2 separate regions of the Mus musculus genome follow, and region 2 is linked to region 1. The links are chromatin contacts, called in public Hi-C maps. All regions are on one chromosome and are shown on one strand. The core of a region is the stretch at or near the end of the contact, and the rest is flanking DNA. Distances in the headings are between cores, read along the strand shown. Region 1 has its middle 21 kb from the start of Gm38805. Region 2 overlaps Osbpl3 (oxysterol binding protein-like 3).

Evidence for each region. A called contact is a pair of places that touch in the nucleus more often than the background predicts.
Region 2: a contact with region 1 is called in a Hi-C map of the G1E-ER4 cell line, with 4 times the contacts expected there. The contact joins two enhancer-like sites. A contact is called at or near these places in 12 of 39 promoter capture datasets (the C10 cell line, the HPC-7 cell line, cranial neural crest and 8 more), 20 of 484 Hi-C or Micro-C datasets (B cells, CD4 T cells, CD8 T cells and 15 more), 7 of 115 datasets of contacts at active chromatin or transcription factors (bone marrow-derived macrophages, differentiating embryonic stem cells, embryonic hindbrain and 4 more) and 1 of 9 other capture datasets (pancreatic islet).

The regions. Positions count from the first base shown.
Region 1 is chr6:50,086,745-50,092,077 of GRCm38.p6, reverse strand. No RefSeq gene overlaps it. Among named protein-coding and RNA genes, the nearest start is that of Gm38805, 21 kb to the left of the region's middle. Within about 2 kb of position 2,282, at least 1 of the 459 cell types and tissues checked has an H3K27ac peak or open chromatin away from gene starts, as enhancers often do. A contact at or near this core is called in the G1E-ER4 cell line, where this site is marked.
Region 2 is chr6:50,292,959-50,298,291 of GRCm38.p6, reverse strand. Osbpl3 (oxysterol binding protein-like 3) reads left to right here. Exons shown (of 24, transcript NM_001347213.1): 24 at 1,131-4,965. The coding sequence ends at 1,227. Among named protein-coding and RNA genes, the nearest start is that of Gsdme, 34 kb to the right of the region's middle. Within about 2 kb of position 2,936, at least 13 of the 459 cell types and tissues checked have an H3K27ac peak or open chromatin away from gene starts, as enhancers often do. A contact at or near this core is called in the G1E-ER4 cell line, where this site is marked.

The DNA of each region.
Region 1 (5,333 bases), core at 1,033-3,532:
GGGAACTAGAGTAACTAAGTCAGATATGATTTTGACCTCGAGGAGTTTATAGTCTAGATGTGGAGTCAATGAAGCTAGCGTGTTGGATTCAAACAGGCATTGCTCAAAGACAGTTCAGCAGCTGTCAGAGCAGATCATGGAAGTAACAGGTTCACCCCTGTTATCCCAGCCCCAGGCAAGAATTTTCAACCCCTAACAAACCACTCGAATCTTATTTTTAGAATTGACTGTGCTCCAAGTACTGAGGTAGACACTTAGTAGATCTTGAGAAATACATAATTATCTCATTTATGAGTGAGGAAGCTGCCAGGATGTTTAATGATAACGAAGTGTTGCATAATGTTTAAAACATGGACTTAAGGTCAGACAGCCTGGTGAATCTTGGCTATCCTGTGGATTTACTGGGTGAACAATTTCCTTTATACCCTCAAGCCTTAGGGTTTTCTACCTATAAAAACAGATATAAAAGCAGGCAAGTCGCTGCACGCATTTGCAACAGAAAAGGAGGCAAGTTCAATTATGTAAATCACTCAGAGGACACGGCTTAGTGTCACAATGCTTATGTAAGAGTGAGGAAAAAGGTGATGTTTGTTAGACAAGGTTGGGGAAATGGGAAGAAGGTCTGAGATAGATCCACGAACTCAGGAAGTCAGGATACAGTGTGGTGCAGTCTGCGTGAAGCATCTAGAAGATGGAGCAGGGATAAAGGCAGTCTTGTCAAATGACTCTGTCCTGGGACCAGTGGAGAAGTGTAATTAAAAAAGCAAACAGATTTCTGATGTAGAAAGGCTACTCTGGTAGTCTTGTAGATATTTGTCTAGAGACTAGGCAACTTGTTAAGAGACATTTGTCAGAACAAAACAACAACCAGTTAGAGATATTTGTCTAAACAAAACAAAAACAAACAACCCAACAACAACAACAACAACAACAACAACAAAAACAAACCTGTTCGGACATGTTAGTCAAAATGAAAGAGTAGGGGAACAACTGATATTTGTGGAGACAGGATGTGGAAGACTTCTGTTGCCTGAGTATGAGACAGGAAGGACTCCTGCTTTATAGAGAATTTAGGCTTGGAAATATCAAGTTATTGTTTCCAAGGCTGGTTGGCTAAGCCACAAATGGAATCCATGCACAGTCTGATACAAAGCAAATGTGCATTTCTCTCCACAGCATGCTGCATTTCCAGGACACAAGCCAGGGGTGCTGGGATTGAGGCAGTGGCCATGATGATCAAAAGCCCAAAATAGCATGGTCTCCTACGTTTGATGTCTGAGTGTAGAGAATGGAGAAGAGATCTGGATGGCTCTGACAGAGGAAAGCACCGATGATTATAGAGAGACTTATGTGGAGTAGAACAAGGGGTTTCAACATGTCCTGGGGAGAGAAAGTGGTCTTTGGGCACACGGGGCAGTGTGTCTTTGGAGCAGTTTACACTTAGACAAAGATGAGGGGCTTAGAAGGTCTCAGTTGCCCTCCTTCTTTGTTTATAAAACAAATATGGACCTCAGAAGTGAGATTTAGTTTGATACTTAATAAAAGAACTGCTTCCTGGCTCAGGGCGGGGCTTGCATCTGTGTATAACTAGAGGTTATCAGGAGAACGAGTAACAACGCTGGAAAGACTGGGTCCTCTCTCGGCACTCAGCCAGGCCCACAGCTGGTCCCTGGCTTCAGGAGCAGCTCGGGTTCTGTAGAGACCCGGATGCTTAGTGCTTCAACAATGAAGTCCTTGCCTTGGTGAGCCAAGTGCTCACTGTGAAGAAAGGACAGGTCTACTGGAGAATATCTGTGCAGGTCGTTTAGGCTTTCAAAACTGTAGTGGCAGAGTACAGTTTTAATCTTAGTACTCAAGAGGCAGAGACAGATAGACCACTGAATTCCAGGCTAGCCTGGTCTTCAGATCAAGTTCGAGGACAGCCAGGGCTACACAGAGAAACCAACATAAAAACAACCACCACAGCAAAACCTTGCATCAAATTAGAAAAAAGCCATTAAGTCAGAACAAGATGACCTTAAGTTGACTGTCAGGTTAAAGACCTCTGGCATCGTCATCTACTGTGAAAATGAACTGGAGTAGCCTTGAACCTTACCTTGAAACTTGTTAGAAGGAAAAATTCTTGGGCTCTACCTGCGATAACTGGCCTGTAACCTGTTCCTGTCTGGGAAGAAAATCTGGTAGTATCTACAAATCAAATTGCTGTCTACCCTCAGTCCCTGCTTCTCTGTCTATGTCTGCCCTGCTCTGTTCCTACATAACACCCCAACTGCCTCAAACCCTTCTGAAAACTGGAGGGACGCATTGCTTCTCTCAGACCTCGAGACACTCAGAATGTGTCTGGCACATTTTTGTGACGTGTGCCTTCAGAGTTAGAGTCAAACATCAGGAATAAATGGTAGAGGACTTTCAAAGCTCCAACCCAGAATAGAAATTACAAAATGAAATTATTGATAAATGTGGCTGGAGAAAATACAGTCCTCAAGAAATAAAGTAACACATTACAGGATATGAAAAATCGCTGACTCAGACATGGGAGATAAAATGTCAAGCTATGGTTTATCTTTTAACCCGTTCAAATAGGGGAAGGGAGGATAAGCACGGCAATAGAAAAATGGCCAAGGTACAGACATGTAAAGACAACACAAGAAATGAACTCCAGCCACCAGTGAACATCTCCCCTCACAGGAGACCGTGAAGGCATATTAAAACAAGAAATCAATTTGCACCTACAAATTGGCTTAAAATATCTAATAATAGGTGCCTAGTGCTGTGGGGTTATGGAAAAATAAACATTATCATATGCATTTGAAAATATTAGCTGGTATAAATACTTCTGGGATGCGATTCAACAATCCTTCAAAGTCTTAGAATATGCATGTTCTGTGACCCAAAAAGAGGAATATATTGATTTCAAAGTATTTCATCTGAAGGCAGCAACTAGAGATAGGCATAAAAATCTGTCTGTAAAAATATTCATCTTAGAACCCTTATAAGAATGAAAAATTAAAACAAACTAAATCTCCAGGTTTATAATATATGTCACATCTCCCAAATAAATTATTATTCAGGTTTTAACATTTATGATGTAGATAAAATACAATAAAAATGCTTATAACATCCCATTACTATAAATGTAACCTAATTAAAACTAGGTACAATGATATCAAAATCTTATAAAAATGTACATGTATAGTGTGTGTGTGTGTGTGTGTGTGTGTGTGTGTATGTGTGTGTGTGGGTGCACGTGTGTAAAATCTGGAATGTCTTTGCAGGCAAAGATTTATGCTATCTAGTTCATGGGTTAGCCCCAAAGTTTCCACACATATGGCAAGATAATAATTGTATATGTGATTGACAAGTTTAATGAAATTAATTTTTCTTTATGTTTCCCTAGTTAAAAAAAGGTCTACATAAGTTTGAATTCTACCTTTCTAAGTTAGAGTAAGAGATTAATTCTAATTTTGACAAAAATACTAATGGATGAAATTGATGATTACAGACAGAACCTAAGGGTGAACTGTCGATGTGAGGTTCATGAACTTGAACTACCAATTCAACCAAAGGAGAAGGCAAAGCATTTCAGGAAGTTTAGCAAGTACACACATTATTCCAGAAACTTGGGCCTTACCTTCACAGCTATTTTGTGTCATCCTCTGTGACAGCACAATGCTTTTAAAGCTTTTCTACCTAAAAGTGGGCTCTCAAGGTGTCATTTCAAGGTGTGAAATTTCCTTCAGGTTTGTCCTTTAACGTCTGTTGGAATTTTGCATTTGTGTTTCATCATAAGACTGTTTAATTTCATATGGAATCCCTTGAGTTTGTTTACTGGTCAGTTACATTGATTCTTGGGAAAGTGTGTGTGTGCTCGCTGTCACTCGTTGAGGACTTTTGGAGCATGTTTAGTCACAGATGAGACCAAGCAGGAATAGTGCAGCCTGGGAAAAGTGGGTCCAATTGGGAATTAGCGCCAGTGAGTTCGGGAAGGGGAATGGGCTGACTATTTGTCATCAATATGCCATCTGCTTGGAAGGTAGAGCTCTGTAAGAGGAAAGATCTCAGGGGGCAAGGATTAAATTAGATACGATGCGTTGAGCATTGCCTGGTGTGCAGGCTGCTCTCAATAAATGTTAGCCGGTATTATCGTCAGCATACCCAGTGTTCACACTCGAATGTCACTACCACTTATTTTAGCAGGCAATTACTGTTACTCTGATTCAGTGTAAATCAAGCCATAGTCACATGCGACTTGACTTGTTCTCATTCAGTTTTACGAGAAAATTTTATTGAGAACTGGCCATCTCTTTGTGAGCTGCATAATCAAATTTCATTACTTATGAAATGGTGGTGATTTTTATTAAAATAAAATAATCTGGCTGCCTGAGAAATACCTGAACTGGGATTCTTTTAAAAATATATTTACTTTCAAATTATTAATAATAACTGTTATATGTGCACGTATGTGGGTGTTTTATTCTGCATGTATGTTTGTGTACTACATGTATCTCTGGTCCCTGGAGAGGAAAGAGGAAGATGTCAGATCCCCTCTTACAGATGGTTGTCAGCTGCCACGCTGTGTGCTAGGAATTAATTGAACCTGAAACTCTGAAAGAGCAGCCAGTGCTCTTAACCTCTAAACTATGTCCCTAGCACTCTGTCCTTTAAAAATGTGTGTGTGTGTGCGCGTGTGCGCTCATGTACATGCATGCATGCCACATGTGCGTGGGTGCCTGCAGAGGCCAGAAGGCATCAGATCTCCTGGAGCGAGAGTTACAGGTGATTTATGAGCCACCTGTTATGGATGCTGAGGACCAAACTTGTGTCTTCTGGAAGGGCAGCAAGTGCTAACCACTGAACCACCTCTCCAGCTCCATGGTTCTTTCTAACAAATAACACCTGTTCACTTCCATATTCACCATTGACAAGGACATAATTTCCTTGTGGGTCCCATTTTCTCTAAATGAGAAGATTTTAAATTGTTTGGCTATGTCTCATAGTAAAAATGAACTTACAGTTGGGTTCAGAGCACACATTAGAACTCCGACTCTATACTTACCTTTCCTATATTTATTATCTAACACCAGAGAAGGGGACGTTGCTGCCGTGGAATCCACAAGTGAAAGCTGCCTGCCTCAGTTTCCTTTCTCTCCGTTTATTCTCCTGACCCACCTGGCATGCATGGCCCAGGCTTTATACTCGGTCTTCTCCACCTGGGCCATCATGCTTCTGACGGTGAGTGTCAGTGCAAGTCAACCTGAGTTATATCTTTGGCAGCTGTTCATCTTTCCTGAAGTTCTAAAGAAAAATTTAATATGTGTGTCTCTAGCCTAACC
Region 2 (5,333 bases), core at 1,687-4,186, 210 kb before region 1:
TTATTCCTAATGGAGATAATGGCGGCTTAACTGCCTGTCAGTGGGGCAAGTGTCATCCATACCCACAATGGAATATCCCTCAACTGTCTAAAAAGGGATGGGAACCCCAATGGCTGAGGTCAACAAGCTTACCCATAATAAGCAGATGGCAGATGCTGCTGGCTTGGCAGACCACAAGGCCTCAGCAATTAGCCCAGTTGTTCAACATGAAAGCAACCATGGATAATATTTCAAGAAGAGGGTAGGGCTGTGTTCTAATAAAACAATATTTCAAAGATTATGTGGAGCTTGGCGCGTGGCTTGTTGATAGAATTCTTGGAGAGCATTCATGAGACCCTGGACTTGGTCCCAGCGTCACAAACACAGGCACTGGAGGCTGAATTGGGTCCTTGACCTTAGTGTGCTGGCTCACAGAGGGACAGTGAAGACAGACATCACACGCGTTACTGTGTCAGTGAGCTCCAGTAGAGACTGTGGTGTCAACCACCCAAGGCTAGAGCACCGCCCAGGCCTGTGAAGGGAGAGGAGGCAGTGTGTGTGCAGCCCAAGTGTGTGTAGCTTCTTCTCCGGCAGAAGAAAGCTGACACCATCACTGCCCGGAAGCAGACGTGAGGCTGGGAGGTAGGGCTAACCAGAAAATGGTAGGCTCTGGATCCTTTTGTGCCCTTTGAATTTCTATCTATGTAGGAGATGATCTTTTCCCAGAGCCCTAAACCAAAAGTTCTCTCATGACTGTTACGGTCCAGTTCCTTTTTGTTCATTCTATTTGGCTTTATGCTAACTTAGACTGACCTCGATCAGCCTGGTTGATTGGGTAGTATTTAGTTGTTCCCAGTGTGGTGGCTATCAGTCCAGTCTTGTTTGATGTACAGCATACAGAGAGAGGGTGGATGGGGACACACACACACACATACAGAGGGGGCATCCTTTTAGAAGCACCACCTTCCCAACTTCCAGGCTTAAGTATATATCAGAAATAAAAAATGTTTGTCAGTCTTTGGACACCACTCAAATACCCAAACAAGAACAATGAATTTCTCTGGAGTGATGGTGGGCAAGCAAAGGAAGGAGGGGGAGAGAGGAGGTCATAGCGGACTCTAAGAGAAGCTGTCTCGTCTCATCTCTCACAGGAAATCCAGTGACGATGCTTGGGTAAGCAATGGGACCTACCTGGAACTGAGGAAAGACCTTGGCTTTTCCAAGTTGGACCATCCCGTCTTATGGTGAAATGTAAAAGAGAAGGAGATTTCCTGTAACTTTGCCCACATTTGCTTCCGGAAGCAGCGCACAGCTGTCTGTATGTTTAAAAGATAGCATCTAGAATGATCACTTGTGCTTAGCGTAGCATTGTAAGCGCTGAAGTATATATTTTCTTCAGTAAGTCTCTTTAAAATTTCAAGTGTTATCATGATTGTTTATATGAATGTAGAACACCTCGGTATTTCTTTTTATATATATAAACTATTTAATAAAAATGAAAGATTGAATGTTAATGTGTGGGTTACAAAAAAAAAAACATTTAACACTAATTTTCCAGAGGTAAGGGGGAAATTTCAAATTTATGCCTTATAAAATCACACTGGAAAAAAATTGTCCCAGATGCGTTAAGAAATAATAACACCCAGGGATACTCACCCATGCATAGCTACCCAGGGTTAATTGGTAGCTGGGATATCTTTTCGCCTCAGACAGCTCTTCGATTGCTCATACAGAACAATTCTGCCGGTGCTGAAGTACCAAGAATGTTTTCATTTGCATTTTCCTGGTTAAGAAATCTGTATAAAGTTAGTGAGATGCATATTCTTTATATAAGGTGGGCATCAAGCAACCAGAAGTGCAAACTTCCCTCCCTTTACTTCTGTTGCCTTGTGTATAAAACTGCCCCCAGCTTGCCTAGAGACGTTGCCTTCATCAGAGAAGACTCCATTAATTCAGTGTCCCAATGGTGTCCTAGGGAGGCAGCAGACGTTTCGTTTGTCCTCAGTAAGAGCTGAATCCTTAAAAATTTAAGAAACTACTTTCAGCTTCCTGCTCCACCCCTGGCTTGCAAGCCCTCTTTTTGGCCCCTATTGAGGATGAAATGTCTCTCATTTAGTATAAACAGTAACAGCCCACGGCAGTGTGACCTTCTAAACTTCAGCGAAGTCACTGGTGGCTTTAAATAACCCAGCGTTGTTCCTCCACACGGCTTTGGTACTCTCTACCTCTTACCGAGCACCGCCCTTTTGACCTTGTATAGCCAGTTTGACCATCTGCCTTATAGACAAACATTGCTGTTCTTCTATGTCGTCCTCTTGAGAAAGCTGCAAGGGTTTACCTCTTTCCTTGACTCTCTTCTTATTTGTAATACTCTGAGTTCTGCATCTGTCTCAGACAGGAGCTACCAAAGGGAAACTGTTGTTCTTATAAGTGTCTTACTTTAAATCATGATAATAGAATGTGCACAGTAGCTGAATTGTGTTATCAAAACAACTCTGACTTCTGCCCAGAGCACATTAAAACCAAAGTCTGATTGTTAAGCCTTTGACTCGGATGTCTGTAGCAGTTCTATGAAACATTGCGTGTAATGATAGGGTAAAGAGATTTCTATAGAACGAATTTGGGAGGCCAGTGAGATCGGCTCGGCAGGCACAGGCACTTATTGTGTGAACCTGGCACTGGGTCCAGTCTCCAGGACCTATCTAAAAGATAGAAGGAAAGAGCCAACTCCCAGAGTTGACCTGTGTCACACCAGATAACCAACTGCACTGCTGAAGTTTTCACAAGTGGAGTGTTGAAGGTGAATCAGTAGTCTTTGGAGTCTACAAGTGACTGTCATTTTAAGCAACTCATTAAATATTGGTTCATTTTTTTTCCATGTTGTGGAGACACCAAGATGAACGCAGCATGAATCTCATTTCCATTTCTAAGCAGCTGGGTGGTGCGGCGATTCTTTAGTTCCTGTTTTGTTTTTTTTCCTTTTCAAGCGCTATCCACATCTGACCACAGGCTGGAGATGTAAGCAGGGATCTCGGCAGGGAAACAAACCCGAGAGGACACGTGGGATTTCAGCAATACTGACTGTGAAGTAGGCCTGCTCGAGAGGCCGCCCCAAAGGAGAAGGAAAATGACAAAAAAAAAAAAAAAATCCCACAAAATCGAGAATGTATCCCCAGAATCAGTACAGCCAGTTGTTTGAACATTCTTAAAGTATCTCGTGGTATAATTTCTGTTGACTTCAAGCTTTAATTTGGATCCACACCTACAGCTGACCCAAATGTCTCCTCTGTAGTCATCTTATTTGGATCAGGGAGAAGCATGAACAAAAATATGTTCCAGAACCATGTGCAAGCTCTGTAAGTCACTGCCCGTGTCTGGATGAAGGGCTTTCGGAATGTAGATGGTCAGGAGGTGCATGCTGCTATGTGAATCTTAAAACTCCCTGCTGGAGGGAGGAGGCTGCTACATTCCTCTCGTTCTGTCTCACACACTCTTCCTCCGAGTTTGTGTGTCTAGAACTTGGATGTTTCCATAAGGAAAACAGAACTGTGGTATTGTTTCGAGAAGAATTAAGTAAAGTTTAATCTTTCTGAACTCCTGACTTACTCCAGTACACAATGCCAATCGCTGCACCATTTGATGTGCATGTTTCAGCCCCTTTCATTCTAATTATCCTATTTCAAGTTTATGGTAAGTCACAGATGTTCTCCCAGTAGCAGGACCTTGTGCTAACCACAAACTGCACCTTCTCAGTACTCACAACCCCGATCTGCAAGGTATCGTTAAGGAATGAGTATCTTCAGTGTGGCAAAGGAGTAGTGTAGTTCCCTCCACAGGCCCTGTCGTAATAAAAGCCTCAGTGCAGCTTCTTCCTGCAGTTCACATCTTGATGCTAGGATGCTCCTGGTACTAACTAAACATTGGCAGTTCACATCCCAGACACCAGGGGTCAGGTACTAACTAAAGAGATGGAATGCAGTGTGCTTTTTGAGACACTAGGGGGAGCCTGGTATTAACTAAACAGCTTGCCATTCAACAGTCTCAGGAGGGTTCTTGTACTAAACAGATGGGGGTTCACTCTAGGTCATAAATACAATTACCTACTAAGTAGCAAGAATGCCTCAGCAATCCCCAAGCCTTCCAGTGCCTCTGGGGGCTTCCTGATGGAAAACTACACAAACTGAGTTTTTTAAATGTTAACTCCACTTAGGCTTCTGTTTTCCTCATATCCTATTTTTAATTACTTCCAATAAATCATTTGCTCAGCCTTCTAGCACTGTCTTCCTTTGTATTTGTCAGATTTATGATGCATTGTTTCAGTCTACCCTTAAAGAAGTCAAGCCAAAAATAGAGGTGAGGGCTACTTTGCTTCTTAATGTAGGCCTACTGTGCACACCACACACTCTCTCTGAGGGACTGTAGCTATTAGATACTGTCCTCACACCCTCGAGCTACCAGCCAGGGCTCTAAGTTGCTCTCGTGATCTTAGTTAGAAATACAGGCTACAGTGTTTGGTCAGAATTTATTCGAATGTCTTTATTTTTAATACCAACATCAGCATAAATCTATTTTTGCTAGTAGATCAAAGCTATTTTCACACGCTCTGTTTTCTATCTTGTATCGATCCTGCGAATCAGTGATTATCTTTGTTGGAAAACCTTATCAAATGTGTCTGCAAATCAAGATGGTCTAAAGTGCAAGCCAGTTTTTTGTTTGCTTGTTTTTGAAACTGGGTTTAGGGGATACAGTTGTCAGAAGTGACTCATTCGCTTCATTTGTGATGATTTTTTTTTAATCTTCCTCTGTTAGCCCACAGGACATGTTTTGGGGAAAATGATACTTGTAAATCTTCTATTTAACCATTTGTAAAATCTAAATCATACCCCACTCCCCACTCCCATTTCGATTCTCCAGCGGCTCCTTTTAGTTTGTTGTCTTGCCCTACTGTGTAGCTCACTGACTGAGAATAAAGAATACAGCAAAGGCTGCCTTTGTCTTTGTTTTTCCTGGCTGTGTGTAGCTGTGGTTGACGGAAAGGCAGCAAGATGCTGGCTAGAGTCTGTCTAGAAGAACATAGCTGCTCACCTAAAGTGATGCACACTGAGACAGTGACTTGGGAAGACCTGGGTTGCTGTAGTCTTCTTCCTGGCATTTCCCAGCATTCTCAGCTCTAGGAATAGGCACTAGAAGCCAAAGGATCCCCTACTCCACCCACCTTACTATGCTATGGAAATACTATTTCCTCTGTGTCAGAACATGAAATGGAAGAGTGCTAATTGATTATGCCTGTGTAGTCATACAAATCGTGACTGACCTATGCACGTCCCTCTCTAAGGTGCGTCCCTGAGCATCCA